Linked DNA regions of Mus musculus: regions 2 and 3 are each linked to region 1. Evidence: chromatin contacts called from public promoter capture Hi-C data. All regions are on one chromosome and are shown on one strand. The core of a region is the stretch at or near the end of the contact, and the rest is flanking DNA. Distances in the headings are between cores, read along the strand shown. Region 1 holds the start of Klhl28 (kelch-like 28). Region 2 holds the start of Strn3 (striatin, calmodulin binding protein 3). Region 3 holds the start of 1700031P21Rik (RIKEN cDNA 1700031P21 gene).

Evidence for each region. Promoter capture Hi-C pulls out the DNA fragments that hold promoters and counts their contacts.
Region 2: a contact with region 1 is called in a promoter capture Hi-C map of pre-B cells. The contact joins the promoter of Strn3 here to the promoter of Klhl28 in region 1. A contact is called at or near these places in 2 of 39 promoter capture datasets (cranial neural crest and pre-B cells) and 1 of 484 Hi-C or Micro-C datasets (B cells).
Region 3: a contact with region 1 is called in a promoter capture Hi-C map of pre-B cells. The contact joins the promoter of 1700031P21Rik here to the promoter of Klhl28 in region 1. A contact is called at or near these places in 1 of 39 promoter capture datasets (pre-B cells) and 1 of 484 Hi-C or Micro-C datasets (CD8 T cells).

The regions. Positions count from the first base shown.
Region 1 is chr12:64,963,559-64,967,874 of GRCm38.p6, reverse strand. Klhl28 (kelch-like 28) reads left to right here and starts at 2,339. Exons shown (of 5, transcript NM_025707.3): 1 at 2,339-2,466. It overlaps Togaram1 (TOG array regulator of axonemal microtubules 1), which reads right to left and starts at 2,133. Exons shown (of 20, transcript NM_177805.3): 1 at 1-2,133. The coding sequence starts at 1,898.
Region 2 is chr12:51,690,044-51,694,359 of GRCm38.p6, reverse strand. It overlaps Strn3 (striatin, calmodulin binding protein 3), which reads left to right and starts at 2,446. Exons shown (of 18, transcript NM_052973.2): 1 at 2,446-2,938. The coding sequence starts at 2,657. It overlaps Ap4s1 (adaptor-related protein complex AP-4, sigma 1), which reads right to left and starts at 3,394. Exons shown (of 6, transcript NM_021710.4): 1 at 3,046-3,394.
Region 3 is chr12:52,600,250-52,604,565 of GRCm38.p6, reverse strand. 1700031P21Rik (RIKEN cDNA 1700031P21 gene) reads left to right here and starts at 2,244. Exons shown (of 3, transcript NR_045910.1): 1 at 2,244-2,386; 2 at 2,511-2,576. It overlaps Gm35239 (a long non-coding RNA gene), which reads right to left and starts at 1,613. Exons shown (of 7, transcript XR_001780617.2): 1 at 1-1,613. Gm23296 (a small nuclear RNA gene) reads left to right here; the gene lies at 1-81. LOC115488100 (a small nuclear RNA gene) reads right to left here and starts at 778; the gene lies at 672-778.

The sequences.
Region 1 (4,316 bases), core at 1,090-3,589:
ATGCTGTCCCTGGTGTGGTCACCACAGTAGCAGTGTGCACTCTGAGTCCTGTTACCGGACATAAGCCAGTCTGTATCTGCTCCATGTGCCAAATGGCTTGACCTGCCCTGGGCCGAAGACGGCATGAGTATTGCATACTCCACAAATCCCTGTTCTGTTAGCCGTGGAAGAGTTTTTCTGGCCAATCGGGCCTGCACGGCATTCATCACCCCATCGCCATTATCCTGCAATTCAACAGTATCTACAGCTTTAAAAAGAACATTGGTTTTACCTGAGCCCATTGATGATGCCAAAACAGCAAAGGCCTCTAAAGCTGCCTGGCGTACCCTGCGTTTGCTATCCACAAGAGCTGGAGCAAGATCAAAGGACAGTTTGGGTAAGTCAAAATCCTCACTGGGGTAGGTCAGGAGGGAACAGATGCAAATGTTCACTACTTCCTCCCGTACTCTGGAATGCTTATGTTTAAGGTTTTCCAGGAGCAAAGAAAGCACCCGCTGAGGACCCACTTCTTTCATTAGCTTTAGGAAGATTTTCATGTACTCCTGCTTGATCACCAACTTGTTGTCTGCCAGCACTTTCACAGAAGCCGCTATAACTGGTCCCAAGAACTGTTGCACCTGCTCTCCCAGGCGAATGACCAGCAAATGGAGAACTTGAAGTGTGCCATGGACCACTTTGAAATTGGAATCGTCTAGCAAGTTATACAATAAGCTAATGAAACCAACGAGACTAGCATGAGGGGTCGAACTTGGGTTAAATTTTCCCAGCAACTGCTTTAGTTCTTCAACAGCCTGAGTCCTGTTTTTATAATCTTCCTGATCCAACAGTCTTGCATGGAGTTCCTGGGGAATAATCTCAAATTTAAGATTGCTACTGGAAAGATTCACTACACACGGGGCAGCATCTTCAGAAAACCCGGAGGCTTCTAGCTCCAAATAATAAGGAACCTGACTTCCATACTGGGACTCCAGGCGGCGATTGTAGTGCCTCCTCAGTGCAGAAGGCAAACGCGAGATGTAGGAGTGAAACCTCTCTTGACCAAGTCGTTCTCCAATTTGTTGAAGTGAAGAGAAGGCTGTCTCGGATTCTTCTTCCATCTCCTGATCGCCAAGCTTTCGGGCCAGAGATATTATTACTTCAGTGAGATCCAAACCCTGCAACAAATCCTCAGGAGTGAACAAGATAGGGAGCAACAGCGCAGTGGAAGCTCTAAGCCGGGCATCTGGACTTTCCAGGCCTTGGATGAGAGTTCGCAGGACCTGCCCAGAACTACGCCTAAGACAAATATGCAGGATCTGCAGCGCATCTTTCCGTAGGGCAGGGTTATCTTCTCGTAACGAGACAACGAGCTGAGGCAAAAGCGCTAAACTGAAGGCCTCTTCCAGCTGACCCGCCTCGCCCTGACCCCGAAGAACGTCCGAGAGAAGCTGCAAGCAGAGCCTCTTCTCCTCACTGCCGCCTTCCACAAGCACTCGGCCCAGCGCCCGATATAAGGCTTCCTTGCGGCGGGGAAAGCCAAGCCGGCCGCCTCGCCGCGGCAAGGCAGCCTGCAAAGCCTGGAACGCCTCGGAAGGATCCGGTGCGGTGCGCAGGAGTTGAAGAAGCCGAGTCTCCTCCTCATCTCCGCCCGAGAGCCCACTTCCAGGCCCGGACCAGCTAGTTGAAACAGCCTCCGCCGGTAACAGGAGGGTCGAGGCCAGAGGCGACGGCGTCGCGGGGCAGGAGCCATGATCCCCGGCAGCCCCACGGCAGTAATAGTTTTTCTCGCCTCTCATGGTGCCCCCGGATCGACGACCATCAGTCCCTGGGGCGTAAGGACGACAGCGGCTCAGGAGGCGATAGGAACCAGGGGTCGCAGGAGGCGGCAGCGGGAGCAGCTCGGAAGGCGCGGCCGCCATGGAGGGTCGTCAGGTAGCGAGAGCTGGAGGGAACCATTGCCGTCTTGGGAGGGCTGGATGAAGCCCAGCCTTCCAGTTCCTCTCCAAGCCCCGAGCTGCAGAGGAAGAGAAGGAACGGCTCCGGTCAGCTGCCAGGCCGCTCGGGCCTTCCACTCCCGGAGCCAGCCTCCGGCAAAATGGCCCCCGCTGAGCCTGGGACCCCACAGGCGCCACCCGGCGTAACCAGGGCCACCACGTGACCAAACCGAGCGCTTCCATGGTGATGCACCCAGAGCGGACCTCTTGACCCGGAAACCAATCTGCCGCGGTGGATGCTGGGTTATGTAGTCCATGTAAGGACTTAAAGCATAGGCCGAAGATTCCTGGAAGAGGAAGTCTGAACGTAGCCAGAATGAAGAGGCGGGGTCAAGGCCTTAGACGGAAATGACGCTCCCTTGTCCGGGGCGGAAGTTTTCCACCCCACCCATAAGAGTTGAGGTTTGACGGGAGCAAGAGAGGATCCCATCCCGGGTTCCAGTTTTCCGTGGCTCCTCCTCCTGTTGCTGCAGGTGTTATTCCTGGGACTCAGGTATTTTCCTTTTGCTATTATACAGTGGTGCAGGCTTTGGTGGTGTGTTCCCCGAGTGCCCCAGGAGCCAGAATGCGAGGCAAAGAACTGGACCAGAGCAGGCAGAGAGAGACGACATGTTCTGCACAGTGCTGGTTACCATTGTAAACGTTCTACTCACTGCTGTCCAAAATAAGATTCTTTCTACCTGCAGCCTGCTTAGTAGTACAGGAGAACCTAACCGAGGCCAAGCACACAGAGTACTTTTTTAAAAAAGACTTTCTTGTCGTTGGGGACCTTCCTCGCCCCGCCCTCTTCTCCCTTGCCTCCTTTTCCTCTCTTCACCCGCTGGCTATGGAGTGTTAAAGGCTTCTGTCCCTTTTCATTGTCCGCATCACCAAGTTTTCTTATAGATAGGTAGAATCAGTGTTTTCCCCTTTGCATTAAACGGAGTGCTTAAAGCCTTTATCTTTTAACTCCTCTGTGGGACTTTTCCTTTCGCCCCACCTCCACCTTTCCCATCTCCCCTAGGATACTCCAGAGTCTCTGCAGTCTTTCAGTCTCCTGGAGACGGAGATCGCTAGACAATTTCAGTTGTGGTGCAAGTTCTTAGCATTACAGTCCTAAGAGAATTCTGCACAGAGGATTTAGGTTGATAGACATTATTTTAAGCAAAATGAGAATTTGATAGCTGATGAGTGTTTTTTTTTTTTTTGTAAAAGAAACTATAAATAGACTCAGTTCAACTAAGAGTATCTCCTATACGGCCACACCCCTTTGGGGCATGAAAGAGCAACTTTTTTGTGTGTCTGTATTTGAAACATTAATGCTGAATTACTGTATAGCCCAAGCTGGTCTTGAAGTCTTGACCCTCCTATCAGTCTTCTGATTGTTGAGATTACCAGTGTGCACTGTCAAACCAAGCTTGAAAACAGATTTGTTGTTGTTCGGCAGACTTTTAAAAGAAATAATACAATTACTTTTCAGTGAGAAAAGACTGAGTTATAATTTGAAGTTCCAAGCTTATATTCTTCAAATGCAAAAGTATTTCTGTCCCTCTTTGTATTAAATGGATATCTCTCAATTTTTATTTTATTTTATTTTATTATTTTGAGACTGGGTTTTCCTGTCTAGTCCTAGTTGTTCTGAACTCCCTGTGTAGACCAGGCTGGCCTCCAACTTAGAGATCTGCCTGCCTCTGCCTCCCAAGTGTTGGGATTAAAGCCCTGTGCCACCATACCCAGCTATATTATTTTTTGAAATCTTGAAATAATTGAGTCACATGTATCAAAGTGCTTTATAACAATAATTAATACTCCTGGTGATGCAAGTTGAAATTGTATTTATTAGTTTTTATTATAACATAATTAAAATGTTCTTAATTTTTTATTTTGGAAAAAGTATTAATATAAATGAGGCTGTATAACCATGTATCCTGTGCTTTGGTTTAAAGCTTTGGTGGGTTTCTTCACTTTCTTTTATCTTCTGTTTTGTGGTTTGCTGCTGCTGTTCTGTGTTATTTCACTGTCCTGAACACTGAACCGAGGGGCTTTGTTCATGCTGGGAAGTGTTCTGCCACTGAGTGTCGTCCACAGCCTTCATTCATCATTTGGATGTATAAGTAGATCTGCCTGAGTTTGGTTTAACACATGTATTTTAGTAGAAAAACAATAACAGACGTGCTGCTGTCCCCACCCATTTTCTATTTTTAGAGAGAGTAAGGATGGAAATGAAAACCAAGAGATGATTATAATGCTGGTCAGTGAAAAAGAATGAGTACCGGATGGCTGGGTGTAGGTCTTAGAGAGCACTTGCCTAACATGTGCAAGGTTCTGAATTACACCTACACTATTATGGGAGCTTGGAGGGAC
Region 2 (4,316 bases), core at 1,197-3,696, about 13 Mb after region 1:
TTCAAAGGGGACTGAAGAGAGGAAATGACTCAGCAAGGGGTCAGAGAGAGAATTCCAGTTAGGCAAGCTGAACTGTTAGAGTGTAACTGGGAGAATTTGTTATCTAAAAGTTCTAGAGACTCATTCCAGTGTTCTCAGGAGCAGTGGGCAGGAAGCACAATGTTAACAGTGTAAAACATCATCTCAGCAGAGCAGAAAACTTTGCTATTTGTTTCTGTTTCTTTGTTGAGACAGGGTTTCCTTGTGTAACAGTCCTGGCTATTCTGGAACTGGCTTTGTAGACCAGGCTGGCCTCAAACTCAAAGATCTGCCTGTCTCCACTTAAGACAGACAATAGAAGAACAACAGTTATCTTTTTGCAGGGTAGGTGGGGGGCAACCTTCCTGTGAGCTGAAGTGTGAAATGAGAAATATAAATGTGCAACTTGCTCTTTTGACATAATCACCAGCCATGTGGGCTTCAGATCCCTAAAAGCTTCCTTGTGTTCATAAAATAGGTACCCAGGATGTAAGTTTTTCTGAGCTTTTTATGTGTTCTTTCTTAAGGAATGGGACTGCTTGAGCCAGCTGTATGCTGATTGTCAATAACTCTTAGATAACAGTACTATTTCTTCATATAAAAAAAAAGATGTATTTACTTATGTGAGTACACTGTTGCTCTCTCAGACACACCAGAAGAGAGCACTGTATCCCATTTCAGATGGCTGTGAGTCACTGTGGTCGCTGGGAACTGAACTCAGGACGCCTAGGAGAGCAGTCAGTGCTCTTAACTGCTGAGCCATCTCTCCAGCCTCATTTCTTCATTTACTAAAGACTACATTTCATAAATATGGTAATAAGTGTAACAGATCGAATTAGTTCTTTATAACACAGCAGACATGACAAAATAAAATGTATTTCTTTTTCTCTCTGAAGTTATATGAAGTCACTTATATGCTCCAATGTGAAAATTTGAATAGGCTTTCAGAGTGAAAATAAAAGTTTAAAAACATAACCAATTTTATATACTATTTCTTGTATAGCTGTAAGTACTGTGTATTTTTCTTTTCATTTGCTGTTACATAGGTTATTAGGTTTTTTGTTTTTTTTTTCCTTCTTCTTCTTTCCTTTTTTGGCTTTTCCAGACAGGGTTTCTCTGTTGTCCTGGCTGTCTGGGAACTCTGCAGACCAAGCTGGTCTGAAACGAAACCCAGAGATCAGGTTGTCTACCTCTGCCTCCCGAGTGCTGGGATTAAAGACATGGTTCACCAAGCCCGGTAGCCAGGCTGTTACCTCAACTTACAGAAAGCCGGGCGTGGTGGCACGCCTCTCATCCCAGCACTCGGGTGGCAGAGGCAGGCGGATTTCTGAGTTCGAGGCCAGCCTGGTCTACAAAGTGAGTTCCAGTTCAGCCAGGGCTATACAGAGAAACCCTGTCTCGAAAAAACCAAAAAAAGAACTTACAGAAAAATGCACACTATAGCACCTAAAAACTGACCCTTTGTGTATGTAGTATTTCATTCTAAAACCATTTAATGATGAAGAAAGATATCGTTGTGTTGATTTAGTTCATCTTAAGTTCTATTTACAATACTTTCATTTTGTTTCGATCAAAATTTCTGCCACTAATGACAATATCTGCGTTCATTGACTTCTAAACATCAGTCTCTTTGAAAGTTATCGTTTGCCATCCAACCCACTATTCTCAAGAATTCAAGATATCACAACTTCTTCAGGAAAAAAAAAAAAAAAAAAAAAAAAAAAAAAAAAAAAGCAATAGCTCAAACACAGAGAATCTCAGAATAATAAAGACTTAAGAAGTTACAACGGGCGGCCAGGAGCACCGAAGTGGGACCAAAGAAGCAGGTTGCGACGAAGCCCAGGAGCCAGTGAGAAAGTCCGGAAGAATCTGGGCTATTTGCCAAACGTAGACGTCTCCAGAATCCTGCAGACTGACTGGTGCCACGAAACCAGAGGTCAAGTGAGTGACAGGCAGAAAAGAGGCCCGACCCTCTGGGACTGAGCAAAACACGCCAGGAATTCTAGAGAAACGTCAGGAATTCCAGGGCAGTACGGAGGACGCCTTGCACGCAGCTCCAGAGCCCAGGCCCTCAGCTGAGACCCACGCTGCCCCTAAGGATACGTGCGTGAGGAAAACGACCCGGAAGCCCGACGCCCACGCGCTTCCCCAAAGTCAAGGCAGCATCCAGATTCCACAGGCGTAGAAAAGCTGGGGCCCGGCGCCCGAGTTGGGGCGGGGCCCAGGCCTTTCCCCGCCTCCCGAAGAGCGGTCCATCCTCAGTGCGCCTGCGTGGGGTGAGGCCGGACTCTTTTTGGCTCTCCGGAGTGCGGCTTGCAGCGGCGTTCTCTACCCAGCGTGCCGTGCGCGAGCGGCGGCCCTCCGTCCCTCCTCCTCCTCCTCCGTCCCTCCTCCTCCTCCCGCCGCGGCCCCCCTCTCCCCCAAAGTGAGTGAGTGAGACGGGCAGATGGAGGAGGTACCGTAATGGCGGCGGCCGGCAGCTCCCTGCTCTGATCCGCGGCAAGCACACGGCAACGACCCCCTCCCCGGCCGTCTCCCGGCCGGCCCCCCGCCCTGCGGTCGGCGCGGGGCCACCGTCCCGGCCCTCCCCGCAGCTGTCGGCGTCTGGCACTGCGCCCCGGCCGGGGCCCCACACACAATGGACGAGCTGGCCGGAGGCGGCGGCGGCGGCCAGGGGATGGCAGCCCCTCCCCGGCCGCAGCAGGGACCCGGGGGGAACCTGAGCCTGCCGCCGGGAGCGAACGGAGCGCCGGGCGGCGGGGGTCCTCCGGCCGCCGAGGCGGCGGGGCCCCCGGCAGGCCCGGAGCTGTCCCGGCCGCAACAGTACACGATCCCGGGGATCCTACACTACATCCAGCACGAGTGGGCTCGCTTCGAGATGGAGCGGGCGCACTGGGAGGTGGAGCGGGCCGAGCTGCAGGTACGTCACCCGTCACCCCTCTCGACTGCGAGCTGGGGCCGGGGCCACGGGCCGCGGGGGTGGGGCCGGGGCTGAGGCCCGTGCCCTCAAGGGCGGAGGGGACCTACCTGAGCCGCTCCGGCCGGCGAGCGGTGACGGCGCGCCCGGCTCCCTCCTCACGGGCGGCGCGCTGCGGGCATCCTTGGGGCAGCCATTTTGGCTTTTAGCATGGCGTCCGCAGGGCTCCTCCGGAGCCACCTCTCCTGGGCCTCCGGGGTTTGGGCCCAGCGCCTCTGGGCGAGAGTCTGGCGTGGGCCCGCTAGGCACTGAGTTTGCGCTTGTGGGTCCCCTTGAGGGTGAGGCCACGCGGAGAGGGCCTGGGATGAGCGTCTTTGCCTCCTGGCTCCTGCACCCCCTTCCGATGTGGCGTCCTGCCCCCTCCCCCGCGCCTCGGTACGCACTTGCCCCTTGACAGCCACGCCGCTTCGGGCTACCGCCGCGCACAATGGCTCGCGGCCGGCCGGACAAGTTTGCCTTCCCATCCTCAACTCCTTTAAGTACCTGCGATGCCGCTCTACTCACTTGGATTTCCTTTAGCGCTTACTGATTCATCAACACTTTAACTGAATATTTCTCTCTTGAGTCGGCTTCTCTAGAGTTCCCTACTATATTCATGTTTTTACTGATGCAAAGCAAAGCTGGGCTGTCAGTACAGTATTTAGGAAATGTCTGCGGAAAGAATTGGTCTTAATTTGAAGTAGACCGTACTTATCGCTTAGTACAAGCTAAAACGGAGTTAAATGTCCACTTAATGTGATCCTCTGACAGACTTGGGTTATCCTAACTTTTGGAAGGTGACAGTTGCGGGTTCATGCCTTGAATTTTTAAAATTGCTGCATCTGTTTGAAAGGATTATTCAAGCTGGAGGATGACTGCGTTTAGTTTTAAGTTCCTTTCCAGGGTTTAATTTAAGCTTAGAAGAAAAAAAGCGTGTATCTAATTAAGCGTTGCACCTGTTTTTCAGACTTATAAATTTCGACATAAGCAATATTGTTCGTTATTATACACACACACACACAATAACTTTGGTGAGAAATAATGTTGAAACAACAGCGTGATTAATGAATGTAGAAAAGGTATCCTCAAATAAATATGAGTCTTCAGTTTGGTGTCGAATAGTAAACTTTTTAATTACATTGATTAATTTATTTCTGACCTGATTATTTACAAACTATAAACAATTTTATTCAAAAATTAAAAATACCCAGGTGTAGAGGCATAAGTCTTTAATCTCAGTGCTCAGGAGGGAGATGTTTAATATCCATGAGTTCAGGCCAGGCTGATTTATATAGAGTTCCAGGACAATTGCAGTTACATAAGAGTCTATCTTAAACAAACA
Region 3 (4,316 bases), core at 995-3,494, about 12 Mb after region 1:
AAAATTGGAACGATACAGAGAAGATTAGCATGGCCCCTGCGCAAGGATGACACGCAAATTCGTGAAGCGTTCCATATTTTGCAACCTCGATTTTTGTTATCTCTCTGTAGTGTTAAATAAAGTACATTGGGTGTAAACTGAGATTCTAGTTTACAATGCTGGCAACTTTGTATATATCTTTATAAGATGGAGTTTCGCGGTAACAGGTAGGTAATACTAAACCCCAAGCACCCCGGGAATAATGACATTTTTCTCTTAGAAGACTTTTTAGTTTATGAATTTCTTTATTAATCTTTTTTTTTTTTAATTTACATTGATGAATTGATGAGCCCTAATAGGGAAACAGCAGGAGCGTCGCTAGTTCATTCTCTTCCGGCTTGTAGACCCGAGTGTGTGTAACAGCTAAAAAACAGCCTGCCATTAGGATCTGTCTCACTAGGCGCCCCTCTGCATGTAGCCTGGAAGAAACACTGGCCAATGATGCATTCCCCAAATTTAATAACAGCAGATTTTAGTTGATGAAAACAAGCACTAGGGGCCAGATACAGTAGTAAAAAGCTAGGATAGGATTTAAGAATGACGCGCTGGGTTGACTTGGAGACGCTGTGAGGGAGAAGTCAAAAGTTATTGTTTGGAATTTGGTCCAATGACCTGTTCATAGTAAGCAGAGCCAAAATATGGAACGCTTCACGAATTTGCGTGTCATCCTTGCGCAGGGGCCATGCTAATCTTCTCTGTATCGTTCCAATTTTAGTATATGTGCTGCCGAAGCGAGCACGATCGTAGTGTCTAGCCGTGGACTATATAAGGACGAAGAATTCCTGACTTTTTAAGTTAGGGTGACTTTGACCCGCGTTTTTCTCCTAGCCTCCCAGTAAACCCGGGAACAAAGAAAAAGTTTTTTCAGTGAAACTGTGTAGCTATGCTCATGAACCCCTGCTGCTTAGTGGGGATCACGCTGGCGGCGTGGGTCCGTGTGGTTTACCTTGGGGTTATGCAAATTAGCTCCTGGTGCATGTTGGGTAAGAGCCTTCCTCTAGAGGCCTGGGGAGGGGAGTGAGTTCTCTAAGCAGTCCGCTATCCGGCACGCTGGGAGGCTCGCTGTTCTCCTACGTCTGTGTGGGAGCTTGAGAAATGTGTGGCAGCTAAGTGACCAGGGCCCTGACTCGATCACCTACTCCCCCCACACACTAAAACAGGACACTTGTTACCTATGTTCCACTAGTCCAATGCCTGTTGAAGTATGCCCAACCCGCCAGGTGACCCCTCCCCAGCATAGCCTACTCGGTCCCAGAACTATGGGCACCATACTCTAGGAACGCAGCAAAAGCTTGGGGAGGTCCTCTAGAGCCTGGGGTACAGTCTGTTCCCAGCAGGCGCTGCCCGGCCTGGACCCGCGAGTTTGACTGGGCGGCCACGCCCGTCCACTCTCTGCGGGTGGCCGGTCGCAGGTAACGCCTGCCTGTGCACATTTTGCGCAGGCGCCGATTAGGTCCAGGACCGAGGCTCGGGGACCAGGGGCCGCACCCCTTCACAGGTGTCTGGCAGGCGCTAGACGTTGCCTGGTAACCAAACATCCGGAACACAGATGCAAGGGCGGAAGCCCACCTACTTGGCCTGAGAGGGAAATTTAAGGATTTACACTGCTCACTTTGGAGTAGAATAATAGCAGAGTCACTCTTGTACTTCCGTTCCTTTTCCTGTATATTAAATGACATGTTAGCCCTGTTATGATACAAATGTGTAAAACATACCTACTTGGAGGAAATATTTGTTGTAATTTTAAATAACAGCGAAGTCTTAGCTGTTCAAGTCATAGCTTTGTGGGCTGTAAAATGAGGGACAAAGGTCAGAAACTGCTAGTTTGGTGTGGTTTCAGTATTTCTCAGAATGAAGTCTGGGCAAAGGTTTTCCTGTGTGCTTATAATTATCACCATTAGTCGGCTGTGGTGTGGCACCTGCCTGTAATCCCAGTACTTGGGTGGGAAACAGAGAAGAACTAGAAGTTCAAGGGCAGATTTCCCTACATAGTGAATACAAGCCCAGCCTAGGCTAGTCAGCTAAAATTCCTTCTCTTGAGCAGACAGACAAGGCCTATCCTTGTTCCAGCAGCAAACAGAAGAGTCCTCCAAAGGACACTCTGCGGAGGGAATGGTGAGTTGAGCTTCCTTCTATGACGTAAAGGAGGAGTTGCTCACAGAGCCAGGGTGTTCATCCCCCCAAGTTACGCCTAGAAAGCCTTTACCCAGTCGGGATGAAGACTTCTCCACCCAGCCACCCCACTCCCTTAGTCTTCCTAGGTTACAGACTCTACCCCTCCCCTCAGCGAGGCCACTTCTAGTTATGGATAAAATTGCGTACTACAGTAGGTAGGGTGGATACTCAGGTAAGGGTCGCCTGACCTCCCTGCCCCTTTATGAGCAGGTGTGGGTCAACAAGCCCAGCTGAGATGATCTTTTGCCAGTAGACATTACAGAATGTGGTAAGATAGATTTTGTTTGTTTCAGAAGATAGTCCTGTACAACACCTATACAAACTGTCTCAATTCATTAACAAACGAACTACCGAAGGACAAGGCAAGTTACTACTTAATTTAACTAGAGTTTCTTTTTTTTTTTTTTCCCTTCTCCTCGTCCTCCCATCTTTCCTCCAACTTGGCATGAGAAAATAATTTTAAAACTTGTTTAATTGGCACCGGTTTTCTGATATGCAGAAAAAGAAGGGTTATGAAGTCACGCAGAGCCGGGCGGTGGTGGCGCACACCTTTAATACCAGCATTCGGGAGGCAGAGGCAGGCGAATTTCTGAGTTCGAGGCCAGACTGGTCTACAGAGTGGGTTCCAAGACAACCAGGGCTATTCAAAGAAACCCTGTCTCAAAAAAAAAAAAAAAGAAAGTTGGTTGTTTTCTAACAACTTTTGAAAAGTAATAAAACACTGTTCTTCCCCCAGGAAAAACAGGAGTGAAAATGACAGGTCTATTGAATTAAAATTTCCAATTAGATGCTTTTTAAAAATGCTTTGGTGTAACTTTCTATTAGCCTGCCTTTTATGATAATTTTGTATTTATTTACTTTCCATCTAGATTGCAACTTCCCCTTTCTCCTCTCCTCTGAGACCCTCCCTCCCTCCCTCTCCTCACAGTCCCTCCCTCTCACCTCACCTCTCCCCCTCCCCCTCCCTTTGTTTCCATAAACTAACATTCAGATGTCTGAATGAATGCTTAATCAAGCCAACTTCAGGTTTAGGTCAGTAAACAAGCATTAATTTAATGATTTTTATCTCAACATCCCCATGAGGTTAAATGGGTTTTAGTACTTCTTTTAATATTTTTATTGCATTGTTTATTTATTTCCTTTGCATGTGTGTTGTGGTCAGAGGACAATTTGCCAGGAGTTAGATTTCTCCTTCCACCAAGTAGGTTCTAGGGATAAAACCCTCATTCATTGGGCTGGATAGCAAGCGCCTTTACCAATCTCACTGATTTTCAGTACTTCTGAGGACTCCAAAGTATGTGGGTAAGATTTAGTTTTCTTTTCTTTCAAGTGAAAAATTAACTTGAGATAGAGATTATAGAAGAAAACATAGGAAAGTATTTTTTGCAACCTTAGGGTGAACAAAGAGTTCTAAGATAGAATACAGAAAGTAGAATCTCTGAAAAACTTGTCAAACTGGTCTTTATCATAAACAGAGTCAAACTGTTCAACAGAGAGTCAAACTGTAATACAAGACAAATCTCAAGAGAATAATCAGAACCCATCATCAGAAATGTATCAAGAATAAATTAAGATGGGGCTGGAAAAAAGGCTCAGCAGTTAAGAGCACTGGTTGCTTTTCCAGAGGACCCAGGCTCATTCATAGCAAACACCTGATGGCTCACAGATGGTTATCTGAAACCCCGGTTCCAGGCAGTTGACCTCCTCTTCTAATTTCTGAAGGCACCAGGCACATTGTGGAACACAGGCAGACATACATACAGGCAAAACACTCATACCCATAAGAGAAAATAAATCTAAATGGGCAAAAGGTTTAGACAAATATTTAGCAAAAGTATAACAAATGAAAAGCACAATGAAACAAAAAGGGAAAATAGAAAAAGATATATAAATGCCTCCCCTGAAAATGGAAACAAATTCAACAGGCTAATCCTCAGAAAATTGCTCATGTCTGCTAAATACCATCTCACAGTACTAAAATGACAAAACTCAAGAATAAACAAAATCAGGCGACTCTGCAGAGCATCTAGCACTCTTAGGTGATGGGTAGACACTGTCAGGGAGGGAGAGAGGAGAGCTGATACATTTTTGAAGAACTCTTT